Linked DNA regions of Anser cygnoides: region 1 is linked to region 2. A link is a contact called in public Hi-C data. All regions are on one chromosome and are shown on one strand. Each heading gives the region's core, a stretch centred on a gene start, on an enhancer-like site or on the middle of the called end of the contact. The rest is flanking DNA. Distances are from core to core; before and after follow the strand shown. Region 1 overlaps LMCD1 (LIM and cysteine rich domains 1). Region 2 overlaps RAD18 (RAD18 E3 ubiquitin protein ligase).

The links. A called contact is a pair of places that touch in the nucleus more often than the background predicts.
Region 1: a contact with region 2 is called in a Hi-C map of liver, with 4 times the contacts expected there. The contact joins two enhancer-like sites. A contact is called at or near these places in 2 of 7 Hi-C or Micro-C datasets (both in liver).

Annotation. Positions count from the first base shown.
Region 1 is chr10:3,126,180-3,133,014 of Taihu_goose_T2T_genome, forward strand. The region is part of intron 1 of LMCD1 (LIM and cysteine rich domains 1); the gene reads right to left. Among named protein-coding and RNA genes, the nearest start is that of LMCD1, 10 kb to the right of the region's middle. Within about 2 kb of position 2,057, at least 2 of the 3 cell types and tissues checked have open chromatin away from gene starts, as enhancers often do. A contact at or near this core is called in liver, where this site is marked.
Region 2 is chr10:2,956,382-2,962,608 of Taihu_goose_T2T_genome, forward strand. It overlaps RAD18 (RAD18 E3 ubiquitin protein ligase), which reads left to right. Exons shown (of 15, transcript XM_067003133.1): 2 at 1,599-1,728. The coding sequence starts at 1,607. Among named protein-coding and RNA genes, the nearest start is that of RAD18, 11 kb to the left of the region's middle. Within about 2 kb of position 2,925, at least 2 of the 3 cell types and tissues checked have open chromatin away from gene starts, as enhancers often do. A contact at or near this core is called in liver, where this site is marked.

The sequences.
Region 1 (6,835 bases), core at 807-3,306, 170 kb after region 2:
AGACGCGCCGCGGTTGTGCTGCGCTCGCAGCAGCTACGTACGTGGGTGCTCACTGCCGCACAGACAGCCCTGACAGCCTCCCAGCAGCAGGCAGGCAAGTGCAAGGAGTCACAGCAGGAGCCAATAACGCTGAGAATAAACTTGTTTGAGTGTCTGTGCCGCAGACTTATTGAACATGGCTTTGTGAATGTGAGGAATGCAGGAGGGTACGGCGGGAGCCAAGAAGCGAGGGCTGCAGGAAGCATCGGGGAGGAGGGCCACGGCGGGCGCTGGGCTTGTCAGCCTGGCTGTTTTTACAGGAACTCGTAGACTCCTGTCTGAAAGACACCTTTGTTCCCTGTAAAAATGGGCTTAAGGAAAACAACTCCACTAGTGGTGGCAGCTCCACAGGGTTACTGTCTGCAAGCAAAGCTGCAGCCAGCTCTCTGCTCTGCCACCCACGCCAGCACACCCAGTACTCCCAGTCCTTGGGAGGCATTGTAAAATGCCAGCCTCCTGCAATTTTCTGACCACTTTGAAGCTCGTTTTTCTTTAAGGCTTAATGCATACAAATCTTGCACTACCATGTCCTTTTTGTTTGCTCCCATGCACTACCATGTCCTTTTTGTTTGCTCCCATGCATGCAGTCTGTGTACACTTATTCTTCTAGAAGTAGCAGCTTGTTCCAGGCATCGACCAGGCATCGGTGTGCGCCCAGGCGGAGTCCTTCCCAACACAGCTAGGGCTGCAGAGGCTCCCAGTGCTCGAGCAGGGTGGTGCTGCCTGCGCAATCTTAATTCACCCACGTGTGTTTCCGAGCTGCGCTCGTCCTGCCACACGACCATGCGCTACTTCAAGCAGTGCTTGCTTTGCTCCTCCTGCCCCAGCTCCCATTTTTTTCATCTTCCCACTAGACTGCTCATCCTTGAGAAACCCATCCCCATCGGTACAAAATGGTCCGTTCCTGCTCCCTTTGTCCAAGGGCCTGCTATTTCAGTTGTGCCTCTGACTTCACCTTTAGTTTTCACTTCAGATTTCACCTTTAGTCTTTCCAGACATTCGGAAGACCATTGAAAGGACAGACCTCTCATCCTGGGAATTCATAAAAATACATTTCTAAATGGTCTTAACATGCACTTGAGTGCATGCACACACATTCCCCCTGCCTCTAGCATGCAGAAAATAGGATGCTTTTGATTCTTCAGCTCTGACCCAGCTCTCCAGAACAGACACACATTTACATTTCTGACACACAGACCGCTTTAAATCTTGTCAGTTCTGGAACTGTGTGCTACATATCTACCTTTTTTTTTTTTTTAAACCGACTCTAATCTTAATGAACCAGACAGAAGCTGAGTACAGACAAGGGACTATGATACAGACATGGGACTATGAATGTTTGTTTATTCAAAAAGCAAACATCTGGATTAAATAAACTGATTTGGAAAAGCGTCATTACATAGCCCATGCAGAGGGGAAGCAAAGCGAAAAGCACCGTCAGCAGCAAGAGCACATGGAGCCACCCAACAAGACAACCCGAAGCCTTGGAGTCCCCAGGTATCAGGGTGGGAGCTCAGCCATCCAGGGGGTGGCCACCTGCCTGCAGCCTTCATGCCGGGATGTAAACCCGGTATTTCTTTACTGCCTGAGGGTTCATGGACCCCTGTCCTGGTAATTTATTCTACTTGTCCAGATGAGACCTCTGCTTCACGTGCCAGCTCCACATGTAGCTGGGGCTAACTAAGTGCCCCACGCAGTCCCTGGGGAAGCTGAGACCTGCGCCCCAGCCCTGCTGCCCAGCTTGTGGATGGCCTCTGCAGCAGGCTGCTGGGTTTCGTGTTCGGACACCTGCCCCTGCTGCAAAAGCTTCCAGCTCCAAACGCTGCCCGTGCATCCTGAAGGCTTGTGGACAGTCCAGCCAGGAAGCAAGGTGCCCCACGCCGCTGTGTATGGACCGCCTCCAGCTTGGCCATGGAAGGACAAGTCTGGAGGACCTCACACAAAAAGGGTTAAAAACTTCTGTTCAGCTAACGGCTTCTTCTGCCGACATGAACGCCCGTGAGGCCCTTTGGGCACACGGCGGTGCGGGTGTGCAAACACGGCCAGCAGCCCGGTGATGCTGGGCAGCAGCAGGCAGGCGGTGTCGCAGCAGCCAGCACCACCCCACGCCATCCGGCCAGCAGTCCTGGGGCTCTTCCCACTGGGAGCCTGTGATTTTCTGAGTTTTCACATCAGAACACTTCTGATGCGGCCCTGTAGCAGACGCTGCCTTGGTGAAGCTTATCAGACGGGCTGAAATGCAGGTTTCACCTCCCCACCTGCCACCTTGGCACAGTTCCTCTGCAAACACCACCCTGGGGAAGCGCTTTTGAACTTTCACTACGGTCTCACCAGTTACACATTTACTCAGCTGAAATGCATACAGCAAAGTGGATCAGATTTGATACACTGAAATCTCAGCTCTCATCTGAAACTGCCACTGTTTCACCTGCAGAACAAACCTGGGGCATTAATGGGCAATCCCCACCTCTGAGCTACGTACTGAAGGCTGGGGATCTGTTTCCTTAAGATGGAGCTGAAGTCCCAGCCCTTATTTTCCACCACATACAAATTCAGACCTGCAGAGAAGACCCAGCCACCATCCCTCCCATTTGTGCAATTGCTCTTGCCAAGCCCCGATGCCTTCACCATCAGGAGCTCCAGATCTCTTTGGAAACTTCTGTTTGCAGGTGTCCATAGCACGACTCACTGCTCCTCACCGCGCATGGCAGCCGCAAGTCTAGAGCTATAGGAAATGGATGAAGAAAATATGAAAATCCAGAAGCTTTACAAGGCAACGTGCAGCTCCTGGGGTGGCTCGGGTTCCTCTGCCCTTGGAGGTGCAGGTCTGCAGCAGTAGGGGAAGGGGCTGGGACAGCAGCTCATCCCCACCACTGCCTGCAGGGCAGCGTGGGTGGCCCTGTGAATTCGGGGGACATCCCCATGGCAGGGACAGACCCTGCCAAATGTACCTGAGCCCCCTCCACACGGGTCGGGGCACTCAGCCACCACCTCTCGCATTTCCTCCTGCGAGCTCTGACCCCTCCAGGCAGCATCTGCCCTCGCGAGGACGTGGAGCACGGCAATGCCACTGTACTTGGCTTGGGGGACAGCACGCTTCTCTCCCCCCAGGCAGCGCAGGGAGCTCTGAGCTCCTTATTCCCATCGCAGTGCAGGGGCCAACCACAACAGGAGCCGTGCCGGCTGCCCGGGCTGCCTGGTCAGCAGGGCTCCCTGCCCAGATATGGAGCTTCTCCTCGCAGCTCAGCTCTAGCTCCTCAAATACGCATAAAAGGAGATTTCTTGTTTAAAAAGAAGGAAAAAAGAGACATATAACATGGCAAAGCCCACCAAACCCAGTAAGAATGTGAAACAGACTGTCCTGGACTCCGCCTATGCCCAAGCCCATCTGGATACAGCAATGTGAAAAGAGATGCGAGAGTGTAAGACGTGAGGAGTGAAGACATTTGTAACGCCTTTAAAAAAAATGTCTGTGTCAACAAACTGCTTGGAAGAAAAGCAAATTCTGCTCACCATGACTAGATATACAACGCACTTTAAGATTTCTATTTTGGCTTTTAGTCTGATAGCATTCTTGCTACTAAGAGAGAGAAAGCAAGTCAGGGCAGAGGAAATTCTTAGGCAGTGAAATGATAGGAAACTGAGGCCATTCTACCCACAAAAACATCTCTGAACAATCTCAGGAATATGCCAGCTTCTTGGTCAGTGTAATGCTGTGCTTCACTACACTGGCCAAAGGCAGGGCCATCCTAGACACTGGTAAGTTTGCTCAATTTTTGGAAAAGAGAGAACCTATAATGCCAAGTGCCATGGGAAAAACAAAACAAAACAAAACGTCATTCCTGCTTGGTTTAGACTTGAGGACAAAGGAGCACTGAGCTTCCAGGGCAGGCCCACCTGGCAGGACGGACCCCTGGTTAGAAGTTACGAGCCGGTCAAGGTCCAGCCCCCCCAGCTTGCTCTGCTCACAGCTCAGCTGCGATTCCAAAAGTTTTGGGTGTATCATCGCCCTCTGATCGGTCCAGCACACCTTGGCCATCGGCCCTTTGGTCTGCTGAAGTTGGCTAGACAACTGAGCTTGTTGCAAGGGGACCACCCTCAATGACACGTGGAGAAAACACTGTTTTCACATCCCCTTGGCTATAAAACCCCTTTAAATAAGCTTCTTTCCACTCTCCTCACAACAGTGGCTTTAAGTGCCACAGATTTAGTACGGCCAAGAAGAGGAGACTTCAGACTAAGCTCGGCTAAGTGTTTTCCAGCGAATGGTCCTTGAGTAAAAACCCTGCCATGCCCGGGCTATCGCCACAGGGAAGCCGGCCAAGCTTCGAGACCACAAAGGGGCCGGGCTCGGACCGCCGGTGCCGAGCGGACACAGCAGCTACGGCGAGCACGGGCCCTCAGAAATGAGCCCTCCCTGCTACAGCTGCATCTCCGGGAACACGAGTACCTTCCACCCTTATGTGTAATTGGCTCAATACAGACACAAAGCCCCGTGAGCTGTCTTGGTTTTGTGGTCTGCACACGTCCAGTCTGACGCTGTAGCGATAAACAGCTCAGCACCAAAAACATCAGCAGTCGGGGTGGCTGCCGAGGTCCTCCTGCAGACAGTGATGAACAGGCTGATACAATCTGCAGGGCGGAAAAAATGCCTGGGGATGTACTTAACACCTCCGCTTTGTTTAGCCTCAGAAGCACAGGGCAGCTCTAGCACACTGCTCCCAGGAAACTCATTCCTTGAGAGCCAACTGCTTTACGGAGTAATGGGTGGAAGAAATTTAATATTAATACAAACTTTAAACAGAGCTTACAAGAAGGGCAGTACGGGAAAGCTAACACCCTGACATCCTCAGCTAATAGCTGCTTTTGCAGAGGTTGATTTATCTCATGTCACCGCAGGATCAGGAAGCTCCACTTAACGTCTGTAATACACAGATTAACCAAGCGCCAGGAGGAGCCCACAGCAGTATTTTGCTTTCCTTTAAGGACTGTGAGATTGAGCCACGAAGGAACTGAGCACAGTAAGAGCAGACCGACCTCTAACCCAGCCGAGCAGGTGCAGATCAGGCTGCACTGCCTGCAGCCCACTCCCCTCCCCGGCCAGGGGCACCCACCCACCCTTGCTGAAGAATTTGCTACCAACACCACGTAAGAGACGCAGTCATGAGTCTGGTGCCGGCTTTTCAGTGACACTTAGCTTTCTTCCTCTTTTGCTATTAGACTGCCCAGACTAGGCTGCTCCTTACACCATCTCTCTTTGGCCATGCACAAGCACAGGGTCAAGACAGCCTTGACAAATTCATTTTTCCTCTAGCAGAAGCATGCTGCCGCACGAGACTGCGGCAGACGGGGTCTTGGTTAAGTGACTCAACAAGCAAGGCGGAAACAGGAGAGCAGAGCCAGCTCCAGCTGCAAAGTCAGTCACTGCAACAAAAGGACAACTGCTGAAGTGAGGAGATCCTTATCTGCTCAGGGATGCTTGCTCCCCTGGAAGACCTTTAATCCTCTTTCCTCCTGCGTATCCACGGGGGCCTTGGTCTAACCACAAAGGCGGACTGCAGCAGTTCTGCAGGTGGGAAACGCCCTGGGAGGAGAAGGCTCCCCCGGGCAGCAGGGTCTCGCTGCGAGTGCCGGCCCCGTGCCCCAGACACGCGGGGCAGCTCCAGCCAAATGGCAAATTTGGCTAATATGGTTATTAATCAAAAGCCCTGAAAGCTTCCAAGAACATACACCTTCCTGAGCGGGTGTTGCGTGCAGCAGTCGGACAGGAGGCAGCTCGCTGCGCTCCATGCCAGCGGAGGACACGAGGACGGACTGTCGGGTGACATCCATGGCACCGTGACTGCTCCCTGGCACCGTGACTGCTCCCTGGCACCGCTGCACGAGCCACCCCGCGCCCTCCAGCCTCTGGCAGGGCTTCTGGGACCAGCTGCTGCAGCTCCAGAAGGGCCTGGCTGAGCGGGGCCCTCCTGCGTCTGCAGCGAGCCTTCTGGATCCCGCAAGTACTCGTTACACAACACCTTATTTGGAGGCTAAAAACGGCAATGGAGACACGTAACTACCTCAAGTATGCTTCCTCCTCCTTTTTAGGGAGAGAGGAGGAAAAGCTGGCTTCCAAAAAGTTACTACACGTTGACAACAGCACTGAGAGCCGAGGTCCTGGTTTCACCTCTCCTCGTGGCAGAGCCAAGGACACAAGGCAAGCTTCTGGTGCAGCCCCTGAAGACCCTCGCACAGCCTTGGCATTTGACACCCTGCCCCGAAAGTCCCAGTCCAGGCACCGCGTGAACCCTCCGGGTGGGGTTCCTCCAGCTGCAACGAATTTCGGAGATTAACAATTGTAGCTTTGAGAGAGCCCCGAACAAAGAAAAAAGGAAAAGGCAGATCGTATTCACATGGGTGGGACTGGTTTGCTCAGTGCAATTGTTGAGTCTCAAGGATACGGATGGACAGCAATTAATTTGGTGTCATTATTTGACTATAATAGAGCTAAGCTCACATAACAGGGAGCTAAGTCAAACTTCCTTAAAGGAAGTCCAGTAACTGGAGGGTGTAAACATTTACACACGGCAGAAGAGGTATCTGTACGGCAATGAGGGGAACGCTGCAAGTTCTGCAAAAGTACAACACCCCAAATCAGAGCTACGAGGTACTGCATGGGCCAGGGCAGGAAAATCAGCCGAGCCCAAGAGCAAAATATTAATGCATCCAAGGGACCGTCTTTTAGTTAAAGGCAGGAACTAAGACAGGCTCAGTACATAGAGAAAGCCTCTTTGTTTGCACTTTTCTTCCATGT
Region 2 (6,227 bases), core at 1,675-4,174:
GCACAAGGAGCTCTGCTGCAGAAAGTGATGCAGAAATTTTCCCGTTTGTTGGTCATAATTCTTCTCCTCCAAAGCTGGAGCTAATGGACTGGTTGAAGCCACCCATCTTGTCCTCGTTTCTGTGGACTCTGGCACTGGCAGTGACCCTGGTATAATTTAGAGCCAGCATTTAGGGTACTCACTGAAGAAGTATTTGAAAAAAAAAATACTTGTGGGTTTTCTGGGCTTGGTTCTTTTTAGCAACTAATACATTCACTCAGAAACAGCTTTTATTAGCCCCAAATTAGTTGTAAGTTCATTTCAATGACCCAGACAGCATTGGTTGGGGTTGGGGAAAAGAAAAAAAAAAAAAAAGAGGGGAAAAAAAAAAGGAAAAAGAAATGACCCGTGCAGGTGATGTCTGCTTGCACAGGGTTTGAGAGGCTTTGTGCAGGTGCTGGCAGCTGCGCTTGGCTCCCAGCCCTGCCGAGGGGTTTCTCTTCCTCCTCCTCCTCCTCCTCCTCCTGCATTCCCTGTGCCTGGGACACCTCTGCTCTTTGTGCCTGAACTCCTCCTAAAAATTCTCCAAATAGTAGATTTTTCTCCCCCCCATAATTTTACATTTAATTCCCATTGAATCGGCACCTGGAAGCAGTCCTGGACTCTTAGATCTGCCACGTGCAGGAAGTTTTCTGTGCAGGCTGAGTTACTGACATTTATTTATCGTCATCCCAAAAAGCAGCTCGCGTGTTCGCTGCAAGTACCACAAAGTGGCCTGAGCTGTTTTTTCTGCAGGTGCTCTGGTTATAAATGGCTCTTTTTCTCCGTGTTCAGTTTCACTGCTAATATATAAATCTGGGCAGAGAAAGGCTAAGTTGACTGGGAGCCAAAATTGCCTGCTCATAGTTCTTGTGTTCTAGCTATTTTACAACCCCTTTATTTGATGAGCAGCAGTTAACACAGTAAAATGAAGAGATAAATGCATTGTAGATGACATATACAGCTGCATTAGGAGCAGCGAGAGCCTTTGCTGAGGCACAGTAAGCAAAGCTGGGATTCAGGGAAATATATCTTCAGTAGCTGCTGGAGACTCATCAGCATCTTGGCGAGACGATGCTGGAAGCGCTGGGGACCGCTGCTGTTTACTAACTAGCGGGCTTGCCGGCGACAAATCACCGCTGGTGGTGACGTGGGCTGTCAGGAGGGGCACGAGGGATTCATGTCCTCGGGGAAATCCAGGCAGAAAGTCCATAATGAGCTGTGCTCTTCATGGGGAAAATTGTATTCCTAATTAAAGTCAGAGAGTGCTTCAGGGGGTAGGAGCCCAGTGAAAAGATAGTCACCGTCTTGCACTTCTTAGTAATCAATGGTGGGAAAATAATCAAACGTGTGATGGAGCAGCAGCAGGTTGGGGATTGATGACTTATCCACGCGGAAAGTGGCCTCACGGCCACCTCCTTCCTGCTGCTGCGGAGCAGGGGAGGGGAAAAGTGTCTGGGCCGCTTCTTCTGCAACAGCCCCCGCTTGCTGCTGTGTGTGGCTGCTGTTTCTTTATTGTTCTTTTAAACACTGAAATTGCTTTGAATGAATTTCCTGACTTCTGCTACATCTGTTTCCAGGTGTGTGAATGAAGTTGGAGAAAGTCCTTCAGTACGCAGAACCACTGCTCAGACACGATCAACACCCAACTGCAGAAGTTTTGAACCGTCCAAGAAGTGAAGATTTTGGAAGTGGAGGTCTCCCCTTCTGGTATGTTAATCCCACACAGCATTTGGGACATTTTCTTGTCTTCCTCTGGAACACTGCATTTAGGTTACTGTAAGACAGAGGTAGGTGAGCCGCTGCTCTGCTCTGCTACGAGATCTGCTGCGTTCGCAAGGCGGCGTGGGTGCTTGGTGGCTGCTCTAAGTAGGCAAAACGTAGCTGTGTGGTAGAGAGAGGTTTCCATGGATTTTACCCCAGGAATTTACATGAATTTCAGTAAACCTGACCCTTGGCACCACTCTCCTCTCCCAGTTGCTGCCTAATGCACCACTGAACGTTTTGTTTCCTTGGTCTGGTGCTGCTCTTGGTGCCAGAGCAGGGAGCTCTTGCCCATGGCCGGGTGGGTGTGCTCGCCCCCAGGCACTGGGGATGGACCAGGGAGAGCTGTGCTGCCCCAGCACTGCGAACGCTGAGAAGGGCTTAGTATTCAGGAACAGGAAGGTGTTGATGCAGTAAGAAAGACAGCAGCAGAATGAACAAAGCATAGTCTTCAGCAAAAGGAGAAAGTCCCAGTGATGAGCATTTCAGTGGCTTATCAACAGATGCATGAGACCAGAGGCAAGGAATAATTTGTATCCAAACTGTGCTCGTGCCAAGTCCTTCAGCTGAAAAAGGCTAAATCTATGCAGGAAAGCTGAAATGTCAACTGAGAAACACTTCAATTAACATATAGATGTTTTTATCTTCGTATTTTATTTATTTATTTTGCCCATTTTTCCTCTGCATGAGCGTGCAAAATGTTTTTTCCTGTTTGATAGCTACTGTCTGTTACCTTAATTGCAGCTCTTGCTGGGGTTGAATACAGAGCACTGAGCGTTATGCGCACACAGGGACATGTAACAGTTCCTAGGAAATCACTGAAAGAAATTTAGTACTGGAAAGTTAAGTAAGCTCATGCTGAGAAACAAAGGGTCTTAGCTCTGCCTTTCCTGGTGTTTGGATGCTAATTGTAAGGTCTTTCTGCTAGTACTATTTCTCAAAAGCATGCAGCAATCCTTGCTTTTCTATAAGTAGCTAAATTATTTTTGTTCAGCTCTTTTTTTTGGGGGGGGGGAGAGGAAGGACTTGCACCTAGGCTGGGAACTAAGCAGCCAAAATTATGCTCTCAAAAAGCTGGTAAAGCAATGAGCTGCTGGAGATGATCAACTGAGAACGAAAAAAGGACCTACCATCGGGTCTAGCTCTGTACGCAGCTTATCAGTTCTACAGTTGTTGTACTGCAGTAACTTGGAGCTAGTGAGATTACTTGTGATTTTCATAACAATTATTGGATCAGAATCAGTGTCTAAGGGGAGGTGACTGTGTGTGCTCAGACAACGGCTCGCTAACGTCAACGGGCATCTGCTGCGGCAGAAGACCAAAGTCAGCAAGGGCTCGTTCCTAGCTCGTCTGTTATTTGAATTCACACCAGTCTCTGCGGTCAGAGCTGCGACGGGTTAATGTGCTGCCAGCTCTCTCCCCGAGCTGTCTGTTCCACAGCCACTGGCATTTCACGCTGCCCTTTGGCCCGATCCAGTTAGATCAGCATTGGTTTATTACGAAATGCCTGGAGTGATTTTACTCACTGTGTCTATCTCCTAACAGTTCAAGAGAAAGTTTAAATATTATTTCTGGCTGCTCCAGATGCTAACTCTAGCGGCTTTGCAATGGAAGTTTCCACGCAGCTCTTTAGAGCTGTAACATTTTTTCCACTGATTTACACTGGCCCAATCCCACTGAAGGAGACGAACAGTTACATAAAAGAAAGGATTTCGTTTATGCTTTCGAGGCATTTCTGTGTGAAATGACCAGATATTCTTGGACCTGTGGCGTGGATAAACAGCAGTGAAATGGAGCTGAATGCAGCTCAGCGTGGTGCTACCTGCCAGTATAACCTCTGTCCAGGGGGATAAGGTATCTTTTGACACATGGGCAGTGAACACTGCGACTAATGAAAGGCGCTCCCCTGATGTCTTTGGGCTTGAAATGCACTGACCAAAACTCTCTGCAGTGCTCCACCCGAGCTGGTGCAATTTGCTTGCCAGGGAAATGGTGGTGGGAATTGTCATTAAACTGGAGGCTGTTAGTCAACGGCAGGAAGAAAAAAATAGCACCTCTGAATCAGACTCGACTGCCAAGTGCTTTATAAGTGCTCATAAAAAATAGCAAACAAACATTTCAAGGCTGACTAAGCATCCCCTGCTCAACGACAATTTGATACTCTACCCACTGTGAAATCAAGATCAAGCCTGGCCGAGGTGGAGCTGTGCCGGATCTCTCCCTCGGGGAGCAGCAAAGGCACCCGAGCGGGGAGCACAGCCCTGCCTCCAGCCCCGTCTGCGTCCCCCGCAGTGTGTCCGTGCTGCCAGCCACGCGGCTTTCACCCCTTCATCGTGTGCTGCTGCCCACAGGTCTACTGTAATGCTCGCTTCCACACGTGAGAAGGATGTCCCCGCATAGTTGCTCGGGAAGGAAGGGCGCTGTGTGTCCCCGCAGCAGCCGAGCAAGCTGCCCGAGCTCTCTCGCAGCAGCCCGTGGACAGCCTGCGGTGGGCGCAGGAGCGAGCCCCGCGAGAGGCGCATCGATCGCTGCAGCTCCTGACCTTTCCCGAGCCCTGCCCGGGTGTCTGCTCCCCCACCTCCCTGGTAACCCGGTTAGCTCGGTCTGGGCATGGACACACTGCTGTTCCTGCTCAACAAGGGCTGAGAAAGGGGGAATTCATCGCTGCATATGGTTTAATTTTTTTGTTCCTCTTGCGAGGAAGAGGCAAGGTATGATTAAAAGGAGCTTCCCCAGAGTTTAGGCCTTTGTGTCCCGTGCAGAGAAGGGATTCACTTGTTCGTGGTTGATGTGAACGGCCTGCGGTATGGATCGTAATCCAAAGGTGTAACTTGCCCGTTGCTCTCCAAGCAATGATCCGGCATTACAGCAGGTCGGGGGCAGCGCGCTGAGGCTGGCTGGGGGCAGGAGGTGCTGGGGCTGGCAGGGATGCCCGAGGTGCCCGCACCGCCTGCAGCTCCGGCTCCTGGCTGGCAAGGGCCGCACGGAAACGCAGAGGAGAGGAAAGGGGCTGGAGTGCACAAGTGTCGTGCAGTGTCGGTTCGAAATGTCACCCATCGATTTGTAAACTGCCACGAAAGATGAATTGCAGTTTAAATTGGATTTTGTAAAAGCAGCCATAAAACATCTTGCTTTGCAATGCCATCTCCTTTATAAAGTGCCTCATTGTGCAAAACGGCCCCAATGCTGCGTGCTTCAGACCAGGCTGTGTATGGCTGCTCTCCGGGGATTCTTCAGTTTGCTCACAGTACTCTAACCTGCCCAGGTCACAGTGCTCCATGGAAATGATGGGGAGGCAGAACACCCCATGTCAGCATCACGCCTCTAACCTCCGGCGGTCCTACTCGCTTCCTGGTGCAAGGCAAAGGTTGCTGCAGCCCAAGCCAGCACCCTTCTTCTGCTGCCCTGCCTGGCTCGGGATGCAGCGCGGCACTGCTGTGAGTGCCAAAAGATGCCGGGCTGCCCGGCGTCACTGTGCAGATCGCTGGGGTGCAGCCTGCAGAACGGAGGGACTTTTGGTCAGGCTGCCATACCCAACCCAACCGCGCTAAACATGTAGGACAGCACTGTTCCCTGACAGGCATTGCAAGGAAGCAAATAATTAGCATTCACAAAGTCTAACTTTCCATTCTGCCCCATTAATTGAAAGCTTAATTACACCATTTAGACAACATCGGATCAATCACAAGAATGGGCCGCAGCATTAGCTTAGCCAGCAGAACAGCCCCTTCTCTGTCTCTGCCACGCCAGGAAGCTTGTTTGGTCAATATTCCCTTCGCCAAGCTTGCAATATGGGAACAATCAAGCTATTTAATCAGTGGTTAAAGGCTGTAAACATTTCATGAAAAGGCTTGTAATTTTTGGTCTAATATATTATCTCATTACAAGCCTTCTATTCATTTCAGAAGGAATTTAATATAGCGCTTGCTTAAATGAAGGAGGTCCACATTTGAGAAATGACCGTGTTAAAAGAAAAAAAGGAGTGCCAGCAGTGAATGAAATCATTGGCAAATCGGAAGCCCTGCGGTGTCCTGCCAGGGCACATCCCTGCCTCCCATGGGCGTGTGGCCAGGGCAGGTCCACGTGGAGGTGCCTGCGCTTCATCTGCGGGTGTGCGCCCGGGAGCAGCTTTTTGGACAGTCGCCTCTCCCCGGCTGCACCCCCAGCGGTCAGCTGTAGCTGAAGGCTTTGTTCTCCAGGCAGGAGATGCCTTTCCAGGACGTCTGGCAGCCGGTATCGCTGCTGGGAAGGTCGTCCCTGGGGCAGCGTCCCGAGTTTCCCCGTGTGCTGCGGGGATGCTGCAGGCAGGGTGGCAGTTTCCAGCCTGCACCGCTGCCTCTGTGAGTGCAGCACGACCAGTGAGGGGGCAAATCACGACGGCTGGGAGCCCTTTGCCACCCCTGCAGCTGGCAGAAAGGCTGACTGCCCTGGGAGCCCCCGCCAGT